Linked DNA regions of Mus musculus: regions 1 and 3 are each linked to region 2. A link is a contact called in public promoter capture Hi-C data. All regions are on one chromosome and are shown on one strand. Each heading gives the region's core, a stretch centred on a gene start, on an enhancer-like site or on the middle of the called end of the contact. The rest is flanking DNA. Distances are from core to core; before and after follow the strand shown. Region 1 has its middle 42 kb from the start of Fchsd2. Region 2 overlaps Pde2a (phosphodiesterase 2A, cGMP-stimulated). Region 3 has its middle 25 kb from the start of Fchsd2.

Region 1 (3,228 bases), core at 314-2,813, 420 kb after region 2:
AAATTCCAGGCCATCATGGGCTCCATAGTGAGATCCTGTCTCAATCAATCAATCAATCAATCAACAACTAGTCAATCAATCAATCAGTTATAAATAGTGGTCCAGGGTAGCATGGCAGAGTCAAATATACTACTGTAAGAAAGAGGAGCCAAGAAAAAAGGGGGAATGGTTGAGAGTCCCCCAAACAGAACTAGGAGTCTGTAGCCTAGGTGAGGATCCAAATGAAGAGAAAACTGGATTCGGTACTTTTAGAAGAAAAGACTTGTCTTATGGGGGAGTTCCTGAAGAGAGACTGTGAAGGGGAAGGAACCCACAAAAACCTCTCTACTCTATGGCTTATACAAAAGCTGTGAACAGTAGCCATAGCTGTCAATCCTAGCACATGGGTGGCAGCATCAGGAAGAGTTCTGTGGGTTCAAAGCCAGTCAGTTCTAGGCCAACTAACACTCCATAGTGAGACCTGTGTCCAAAAGACCTCACTTCTGTGTGGGGAAGCATCATCTCGGTTTGCATATGTAATGATGCACTCATTGGCCCCAGCTGTTTTGGTGACACTGGTCTAGTGCAGGGGCAGTGAATAGAGCCACATCTTGACTCTTAACTCCTCCAGTGTCCTGTGTGGATGTGTAGCATCTGTGATGTGCTTCACAGGAAATCCAGCATGTGACAGTCACCAGGTAGAGAACAGTGGCCTTTATCCTTTCCATAGCTGGAGCTTGTTGAGTAAAGGTCACGTTGGTGTTCTGTGGCCCATGACCTTCAGAGCCTGTTGAGTTCCTAGGGCAGAGTGAAGGAAAGTACCCAAGGAGGGGGAAGCAGAAAGTCCTAGCACTTCGGCTGAATACCTTATATCTAGCCAGCCGAAGGCTGACTATATGCTGGGGCCCGGGAATCATGTAGGGATTTGGACAGAAACAAAGGAATCAGGGCCTGTCAAGGCTTTATCCATAGATCTGCAGCTCTGCTCCCCTCAGGATCTGCTTTGGACTAACGTTAGCATTCCACCCTGGAGCCAGGGACTGCCCACTCTAAGGCCTCTTTGTTTCTGTTGGAAGGAGGTCCTGCTACAGCCCTGATGGGTCAGTGCTGGGAAGACTCGAAATAGGGCAGAGAGTGAAGGAACTTTTAAAGTGTCTGTATTTTGCCAAGTCCTAAAATGGGCCCTGGAGTTCAAGATGACTCAACCCCTGCCCCTAGGGACACTTGTGTGCTGATGAGTGTATAGACTTCTGTGGGCAACTGGGCTTGGCTTGAAGGTGATCAGAGGAACCCCTACTCTAGGGGGCTGCCTAGCTACACCTACTTAGACCTTTTCTTATTTCCTGATGGATGGGGCAGCTTTGAGTTCTGTGTCTGGCTGAGTCTCCAGGAGGAGACTAAAGTCCAGATGGGGCAGGCCCTGATGGAGGTCCAGCAGGGTAAACCAGGTTTCCCACTTGAGCAGCCCTCTCTCTGATTGAAGGCAGCAGCTGGCCAAGTTTTGTAACGTTGCTTTCAGGAGCCTGCTTACTAGTCTGTCACTGCCTCCAGGTAGCTGCTTGTGTGTACACGTGGGTATGACAGTGTGACTCTACCCTTTGCCTATTGGGCAAGACCAGACCAACCCAGCAGGGCCACCTTCTTCCTCTTATTCCAGAGCTCAGAATGCTTTAGTTCTCTGGATACATCTCCAAGGACAAGCAACATGCTAAATTTCTCTGTTCCTGTTCTCCAATCTGCACTGTGTGTTTCTACAGAGCTTCTTTAAAAGGGGTTTCTCAGAGGCAGGGGAATGAGAACATGTGCCCACAGTACTCACCACTGCTCAGGGAACTCCTCTGACAAGTGTTGTTTGTAGGGGGCAAGGTGAAACAGGATCTCACTATGTAGTTCTGGCTATCCTGGAACTCACATAAGAGCCACGCTGGATCTCTCCCCACTCCCCATGTGCTGGGATAGGCATGTCCCCAAGTATCCAATGTATTAAGTGAAGTGAATGGGCTCCTGGAGGAGAAAACCCTAAGACTTCTAAGGAGAAGCTTCTAGAGAGACTCTAAGATACTCAGTGCTAAGAAGAGCAACCGGGGAACAGTCTCAAGCCTCTTTGGTCTTGGATAAGGCGAGGAAGTAGAGACTGTGAGGGCGAAGTCCAGAAGTTCTGACAGGGAGAGGGCGAGAGCTGAGACAGTTGATATGAGCAAGCAGACAGGTAGCCCAGACTCAGGAGCTCTACCTGGGAATATGACACTGTAGGAACCTTGGACCCAGATCATCGTAGCTAAAGGGGCTTCAGAGCCTGCTGCAGTTTCAGGGATGGGAAGATTGAAGTCTAAAGGGAGAGGGGCATGTCTTAGGCCATCTGGTGCATCAATAGCAGGGTCCAGCTTCAAGCTGGGGGCCTGTCTCTCAAGATAGACCATTTCCTGCCACACTCAAGCTTTGTTTATTTATTTATTTATGCTTACTTTCTATCACTGTGATAAACAGAATGACCAAAGCCAAGTTGGGCAGGAAAGGCTTATTCCAGCTTACAGTCTTTAGTCTGTCCTGAGGGCAAGTCAGGGCAGGAATACAAGGAACCTGGAGGCAGGAACTGAAGCAGAGGCCATGGAGGACCGTTGCTGTCGTTTGTTCCCCACAGCTTGCTCTGCCTGCTTTCTTTTTGTAGTTGTTGTTTTTTTCTGAGACATGGTCCCTCTATGTAGCTCTGGCTGTCCTGGAACTCACACACATCCCTGTGCCTCACCTTCTGAGTACTGAGATTAAAGGCATGTGCTACCAAACTAGGTGTCCATCTGCTTTCGTAGGCTACCTGCACCCACTGGTCAGGTGTGGCATGGCCACAGTGGACTAGGTCCTCCCACATCAATCATTAATCTAGAAAATGCCCTACAGAGCTGCTTAGAGGTCCCTCGCTCTCAGAAAACTCTAGCTTGTGCCATGGTGACACACAAACAGACCAGGACCATCCGGCCCCTCTGCCTTATATTTCAAATAACAAACTGAATTGCAGAAAGAAGCAGGTCTCTCCAGATGACTCAGTGAGAGCCACAAAACCAGCCACCAGATCCAAGTGTCCTGACCCCTCAGCCCAGGGCTGCTCCCTTCCCATCATTGTCACCTGGGGAGAGGAAAGAGCAGTCCCTTTTACAGAGTCCCTGTTATGCAACAGGCCTGTGACACACAAGGCCTTTCTTATCTGGATAACCTCAAAGGCAATTGCCTCAAAGGCAAATGTTTTTGCCCACA
Region 2 (3,023 bases), core at 84-2,583:
TTAGGTAGTAGAGATCCAGTAACTTCTAGTCTTATGTACAGGAAGTTGTCACTGTGTGTTCCTGAAGCCCAGGTACACTGAGATCCTAAGCCCAAGCCTTATAGGTAGTGCTCATGGCCCCCTGGGGTAGGAACTGAGAGATGCTGAAGCCCCCTTCTACCCACCCCCTCCACTCCACTCTGAGAAGCTGCAACAACCCAGAAGAACTCTACGGGAGCTGGACATGGTGGATCTCATCTATAATTCCAGTGCTTGGGAGACTGAAGCAGGAGGATCACTGTAAGTTCAAACTTAGCCTGGGCTATACCGTGAGACTTTGTATTAAAAGAAAAAAAAATCTATGTAAAAGACTCTATGAAGAGAGAACCCACCCCCACTCTATACATCCCCAACATAGGAGGAGATATTACTTCGCAGTAGACCCACTTGGGCAGGGAGACTGAAGTTGGGGATGGACCAGATGATATTGGAAGGTTCCTCAACCCTGAGGCCTCTTGGCAGATGCCAGGGGGCAAAGGACAGGCCAAGAAAGACTTACCGAATTTTTCCTTCCTGTGGCAGCTCATGAGGGGGGTCCTCACACACCAGTCTGGACTCCCCATCTAGCAGGTAGGTGTAGACAGTCTCCTAGAATCAAAGGTACATGTGAGACCCTGTAGAGAGACTGTCCAGCCCTAGTCTGCTCATGGCGAGGCCATGGGGGCCTGGGATACAGAGCTTGGTGGTTTGGGAAGGGGTTCTGGGCAGGCAGAGATCCAGGAATCTGTTACTCTCCTTACCGACCACCTCAATCCAAGGTGTGAGCCAATCGCACCCAAGCCTTGAACTCCAGCTCAGGCATTTGGCAAACCATACTTGGTATGGCATGCAGGCGACACTGGCTTAGGATGCACCCTCCTTCCAATACCCCGGTGATCCAAGCCAAGAAACTATAGCCAGGGCTGTCTGCCTGTATTCTGTGGGGCTCTGGAGGGCTTCCCAGAAGAAGTAGTCTTTTAGCTATGACTGGCCGCACTTGGTGTGTGGGTGAGGCTCAGAACTGACCAGTGGAGGTAGGCCAAGTGGCACAGAGAGCAAGGAGCATTTCCGAACTGACAGTGGGGTGAGGGGGTACAGGACTGTGGGTGAGGCTGGAGGGCCTTAGAAACAGCTGGGAGCAGACGCAGGGTAAGTTCACATTTTACATCAACCATTGCCCACGGTGAGTCGGAAGCACTGGCTGGAAGCTTGTCAGATTTTTGCTTCAGCAATCTTCCCTCCCTAGATCAGTCTCAATTGCAAGCCTTGTCCTGGCAGACGCTGCTGTCTCACAAAGATCTACTTCCCAACATGGGGACTCTTAGAGGTCTTGGCCAATCCCCATGACTGTTGGATGGCCACACTCTCCTCTCCCAGGAGGCTTGGGAACCCTCTCTGCTGAGGGTGGCAGGGAGGGCTTCAGGGGGAGCTGCTGAAGGCTCTTTCCCAGGAAGTGTGGGATCCTCAGCAGACCGAGAAGCCACAACCCTGCCAACTGCTTTAGTGGCCTTTGGATATTACACAGGGGATTTCCTGCCATGACCTCCCGTGACACTGAACTGGGTTCAGTTGTCCTGACGTGAGATAGGGACTACAGACCAAGGAAGATAGAAACAGCCTCTGGGAGGGCCCAGAGCCCCTTTGGCCCCCGTGAAAGGGGGCTAAGCTTGAATTGGGTTTTGTTTCAGGTTTTTTTATTTTCGTTTTTTGAGACAAGCTTTCTCATGTTGCTCAGGTTGGCCTCGGACTCACTGTGTGGCTAAAACTGGCTGAGGATTTGTGACAGTCTGCTTTGGGATCATAATCTAGAGCCACTATGCCCAGCCTCTGAGCCAAAATCTAGGAACAAAGCCACTTCGAGAGAGCTACCCCCTCCTCGTTTACCGATCAGGAGCTCTGGGGGGTTTGGGTTTTGGCTTTTTTGGGTTTTTTTTTTTCTTTGTTTTGGTTCGAGTTGGGTTTTTTTGGTTCAGACAGGTTCAGAGCCTAGCAGGGCACTCAGTGTCTAAGAGTCTGTCCTCCCCACACAGAAAGGTGGGCAGTCTTAGGGTGGCGGGGGCAGGAGCCACCCTTCACTTCCGCATGTCCGCGCCTTCCACCCTCACACTCAGCCATCCTGGTTAAATTTAGCCGAGTTTACTGGGTAGGAGGGTTGCTTTTCGTTTCGTACACATCAGCACCATCTGCACTGGGGCTGCCTGCCACAATGGGTGCTGATGAGGAAGCCAGGTGCTGCAGCCCTCCTCCTCCTCCAAGCCCCACCTCCCAGGGCCCAGTCCTCCCCACAGTCAAGAGGAGGCTCCCCAAGACCTGGGCTCCCCAGCCCATCAATGGTCTCTTGAGTAGCGTCTCACTGCCTCTTGGACCTCAGCTGTCATCTCAGCCCTGGGCTTCAGGCTGTAGTTAGCTGGGCACCAAGCCAGTCACTCACCCCCTCCCTTCAACACACAAAACACACACACACACACACACACACACACACACACACACACACACACGCCTCAAGACTTGCAGTTGCAGGGCAGGTCCACAGTCTCTGACCTGCCAGCTTCCCTCACCCTCACCATCCAGATGTTCCTCCACCCCAGGGCAGATGTTGTCTCAGTCATAACCCTCTCCCAAAGGATTTATTTTTGGGCGCCAACACACCACCCACTTCCTACCAATTTCACGCTCAATAAAGCTCAGTCATTAGCCCTCCTCCTGGGCGCTGAACTTCTAGGAGGTTTGGGGAAGTCAGGGCTGAGGACAGGGAATAGGGGTGCATACATGCCAAGCCCCATTTGTCCCTGTCATGCTGTGTGTCCTTGGTGAAATACCCTCCCTCTCTGGGCCTCTGGAGGGTCATCCATCACTCGGAGCCAGGGACAATAGGCTCTAGTGGGGTGGGAAGACTGCATCCTGAGTTGGTCATGCTTCCTGAAGCCAAAGCTGCCTCGGCTGGTGTGTGGAGCAGGGAGAGGATGTTCAAGGGGACTTAGTTTAGACATTTCCTCCTCCAGGAA
Region 3 (3,169 bases), core at 460-2,959, 400 kb after region 2:
GTCATTTCCTCCTGGAGATTCTCTGCCCAATCTAGCATGGCCTGCTTCCGGGGCAGAGGTGACCTCAGTTTCTCCATCCATACACTAGAGTAAAGTGAAGACTCTAATAACCTGGGAGCCTCTAACCAGGACCATCTCTGGCAGGATGAAACGGAAGAGGCTGTCTCTGCGTGGAGACTGGGCACGACATACTTTCCACACTGTCTTATCTTATAGCCATAGATCAAAAGTGAACCCTCTGTCCACAGAAGCTGATATAACTGAAAAGAGGCTCCCCCTGCCCACCCCAGCAGGCTGCAAATCTCTGCAAAAAAGTATCTCGGTATTTTGTGAGCATGTGGTAAAATAAAATTGATAATTTTAAATACAGAATGTATGGCCATTGAGTATATTGACAATGTTATATAACTGTCACCATGATCCATTTCTAAACAGAGACTCTGTGTAATCATTAACTAGGAACTCCCTGTCTCCTTTCCTAGTCCCTGATATCCTCTTATTGCACTTTTTATCTTGATAATTTGCCTGCTGCAAGTACCTCATTGTCGAAGATGGAAATCAACATTTAATTTAAAGATCCTATTAAGACATGCCTATAATCCCAGTACTTATAAAGCGGAAACAAGAAGATTGCTGTGAGTTCAAGGCCAGTCTAAGCTACAGAATAAGATTCCAGGCCAGCCTGGCTACAGTATGAGACCTTGTCTAATAAATAAGTAAATGAGTGACTCATAGAGCCGGCCTGTAATCCTGGCTACTCTAGAAATGGAAGCAAGATGATCACAAGCTTATGATCTTCCTGAGCTTGGAGTTCATTAAAAAACAACTAACTTAGGTAACTTGGGTAACTTAATGAGACTCTTCTCAAAAAAAAAAAAAAAAAGTAGGAATAAGACTAAGTTGTAGCATAATGGTGGAACACTTCCCTAGAAAATGCAGACACTCCAGCTGAAGCCTAATAAGGCCAAATAATCCCCATAGAGAGGCAATGGTGACTCAGACCAAGAGACCCGGCACTCTCGAGGTAGAAGCAAGGGGATCGGGAGTTTGAGGCCAACCTGGGTTACATGAACTAATTAATTAGTTGAAAATACAAATACTAGTTGATTCTTGTTGAGTCCAGAATCAGGCAGCACTTTCTGAAACGCTCCAATGAGTCAAGCAGATGAGGTTGGTTTTATAGACAGAAAAAGGTTGAATGGAGGCAAAACCAAGAAGAGGCTGCTAACTTTCCTTGCAGAAGTTGTTTACCAACTGTTTAGTTCAGGTTCCTTATTTGTTGTCTAAACAGAAGGTCACATAAACAGCTTAGTTTTAGACTAAGACTTTTGAATAAGTGGATCCATACCATAGTCTCTTGGGGCCTAGCACAGAAACTTAGTTTTAAACAATGTTTCCCTGTAATTTTTTTTTTTTATTTATCATCATATAAATGGGATCATAGCATATTTTCCTTTTGTGCCTAGTTTGTTTCACTTACTGTAAGGTTTTCAAAGGGCTTTTATGCTATAGCACTGATCAGAAATTAATCCCTTGACATTGTGTGTGTGTGTGTGTGTGTGTGTGTGTGTGTGTGTGTGTGTGTGTGTGTGATATGGGTGGAGGTCAGAGCACAACTTGCAGAAGTTGGCTCTCTCCTTCCACTGTGTGAGTTCTAGGGACTGAACTCAGATTGTCTGGTTTGTGAGGCAAGAGCCTTTACCCGCTGAGCCGTCCTGCCAGCCGTCTCACCCATTGTTAATGATTAGAAAGCCCTCTGCTCTTGGGCTGTATATTATATGGCTTATTTTCTCATCTGCTGATAGCTGGTGGCAAGGACTTACACCTTTCAGCTACTGAGTGACGATACTACAAATGGTGTGCCCGTGTCCTTTTGAGTCCCTAGTTCTTCTGGCTTTATCCCTAGATGCTGTGGACGATGTGCAGCTGTCTGAGGAGCCACGGGACAGCTTTGCACAGTGGCTGCCCCAGCTTCCACTTCCCACCCACGGTATAGGGTCTAATTTCTCAATTCTCTTGGCAATACTTGTTGTTTCACTTCAAAAGACAAAAAAAAAAAAGTTATCCTCATGGGTGGGAAGCAGTTTTTCATTGTGTTTAGCCTCGTGTGTTTCAGGGTTTTGTTTTGTTTTCTGTATTGGTGGGGTGGGGCAGGGTGCAGTACCTGCTGTGGAGTACCATGGCAAAAGCATAGAGCTCAGAAGACAGTTTGAGGCAGCTAGTTCTCTACCGTAGCTCAGGCTGGCCTAAAACTTGTTTGAATCCTCCTGCCTTGGCCTGCCCAGCCCTGAAATAACAGATGTCCTGATCTGTGTTTTGACTTGCTTTTAAATATATTTTGCTAGCACCCAGATCTTTTTATCAGAGGCAGTGTTACCCAAAGTGTCCTGCTGACTACAGGCAAAGGGACTTGGGGAGGGGCCCAGAGGCTGAGGTGTGCGTGTGGGACTAGCATGTATATGTAAGGACGCTCGATAGGTCTCCCTTTCCCTGTCTCACACAGAAGTTTCCCAGACCCCTCTGAGGCAATTTGGCACAAGGTAGAAACCCCTCAAGTGTTTTCTGAAGCCCCTTCTTTTCTGGAGAATTAACCTGGAGGGGGGCAACCATAACAGTGGCAAAAAGTTTCTTGTCCTTTGTCCTTGGGGACACAAGTCACCTTGGAGGAGGCCATATCTGCTTGGCAGTCACTTGAGATTATCAAGTGTAAACAGGCCCTGAGAGAACAAAACAGAGCACGATGGGCCTGGCAAAGGCTGCCTCTCCACCATCCGATGGAGCCCTGAAACAACAGAGGAAGGTTAGTGCTATGGCTGCAGGAAATGTAGAAGCTTCTGCTTATGAGAAAGGCCCAGCTGCATCCCCAGGAGCCTCCAAGTTATTGGACTCCATCGGAAGATGACATCTTCCTAAATGGTCATCAAGAAAGAGTCCCTGGGGGTTGGAGAGATGCCTCAGCCATTAAAAGCACTTGCTGCTCTCTCAGAGGACCCAGGTTTGGTTCCCAGCATCCACGTTGTGGTTCGAAACCATTCCTAACTCCAATGCCAGGAAATCCAATGACCTCTTCTGGCTTCCATGGGCACTAGGCATGTACATGATGTACTTACATACATGCAGACAAAACACATGAAATAGAATAAATAAATCTAAAAGAAGAAGGACAAAA

The links. Promoter capture Hi-C pulls out the DNA fragments that hold promoters and counts their contacts.
Region 1: a promoter capture Hi-C map of liver shows a contact between it and region 2, with 2.5 times the contacts expected there. The contact joins two enhancer-like sites. A contact is called at or near these places in 3 of 39 promoter capture datasets (the C10 cell line, liver and pre-B cells), 5 of 484 Hi-C or Micro-C datasets (CD8 T cells, embryonic stem cells, gonadal supporting cells and 2 more) and 1 of 115 datasets of contacts at active chromatin or transcription factors (acute myeloid leukemia).
Region 3: a promoter capture Hi-C map of liver shows a contact between it and region 2, with 2.2 times the contacts expected there. The contact joins two enhancer-like sites. A contact is called at or near these places in 4 of 39 promoter capture datasets (embryonic stem cells, liver and pre-B cells) and 3 of 115 datasets of contacts at active chromatin or transcription factors (acute myeloid leukemia, large pre-B cells and memory CD8 T cells).

What each region holds. Positions count from the first base shown.
Region 1 is chr7:101,065,111-101,068,338 of GRCm38.p6, reverse strand. No RefSeq gene overlaps it. Among named protein-coding and RNA genes, the nearest start is that of Fchsd2, 42 kb to the left of the region's middle. Within about 2 kb of position 1,563, at least 96 of the 459 cell types and tissues checked have an H3K27ac peak or open chromatin away from gene starts, as enhancers often do. A contact at or near this core is called in CD8 T cells and liver, where this site is marked.
Region 2 is chr7:101,482,146-101,485,168 of GRCm38.p6, reverse strand. It overlaps Pde2a (phosphodiesterase 2A, cGMP-stimulated), which reads right to left. Exons shown (of 30, transcript NM_001143849.2): 3 at 539-627. Among named protein-coding and RNA genes, the nearest start is that of Mir139, 8.3 kb to the right of the region's middle. Within about 2 kb of position 1,333, at least 71 of the 459 cell types and tissues checked have an H3K27ac peak or open chromatin away from gene starts, as enhancers often do. A contact at or near this core is called in CD8 T cells and liver, where this site is marked.
Region 3 is chr7:101,082,536-101,085,704 of GRCm38.p6, reverse strand. No RefSeq gene overlaps it. Among named protein-coding and RNA genes, the nearest start is that of Fchsd2, 25 kb to the left of the region's middle. Within about 2 kb of position 1,709, at least 15 of the 459 cell types and tissues checked have an H3K27ac peak or open chromatin away from gene starts, as enhancers often do. A contact at or near this core is called in liver, where this site is marked.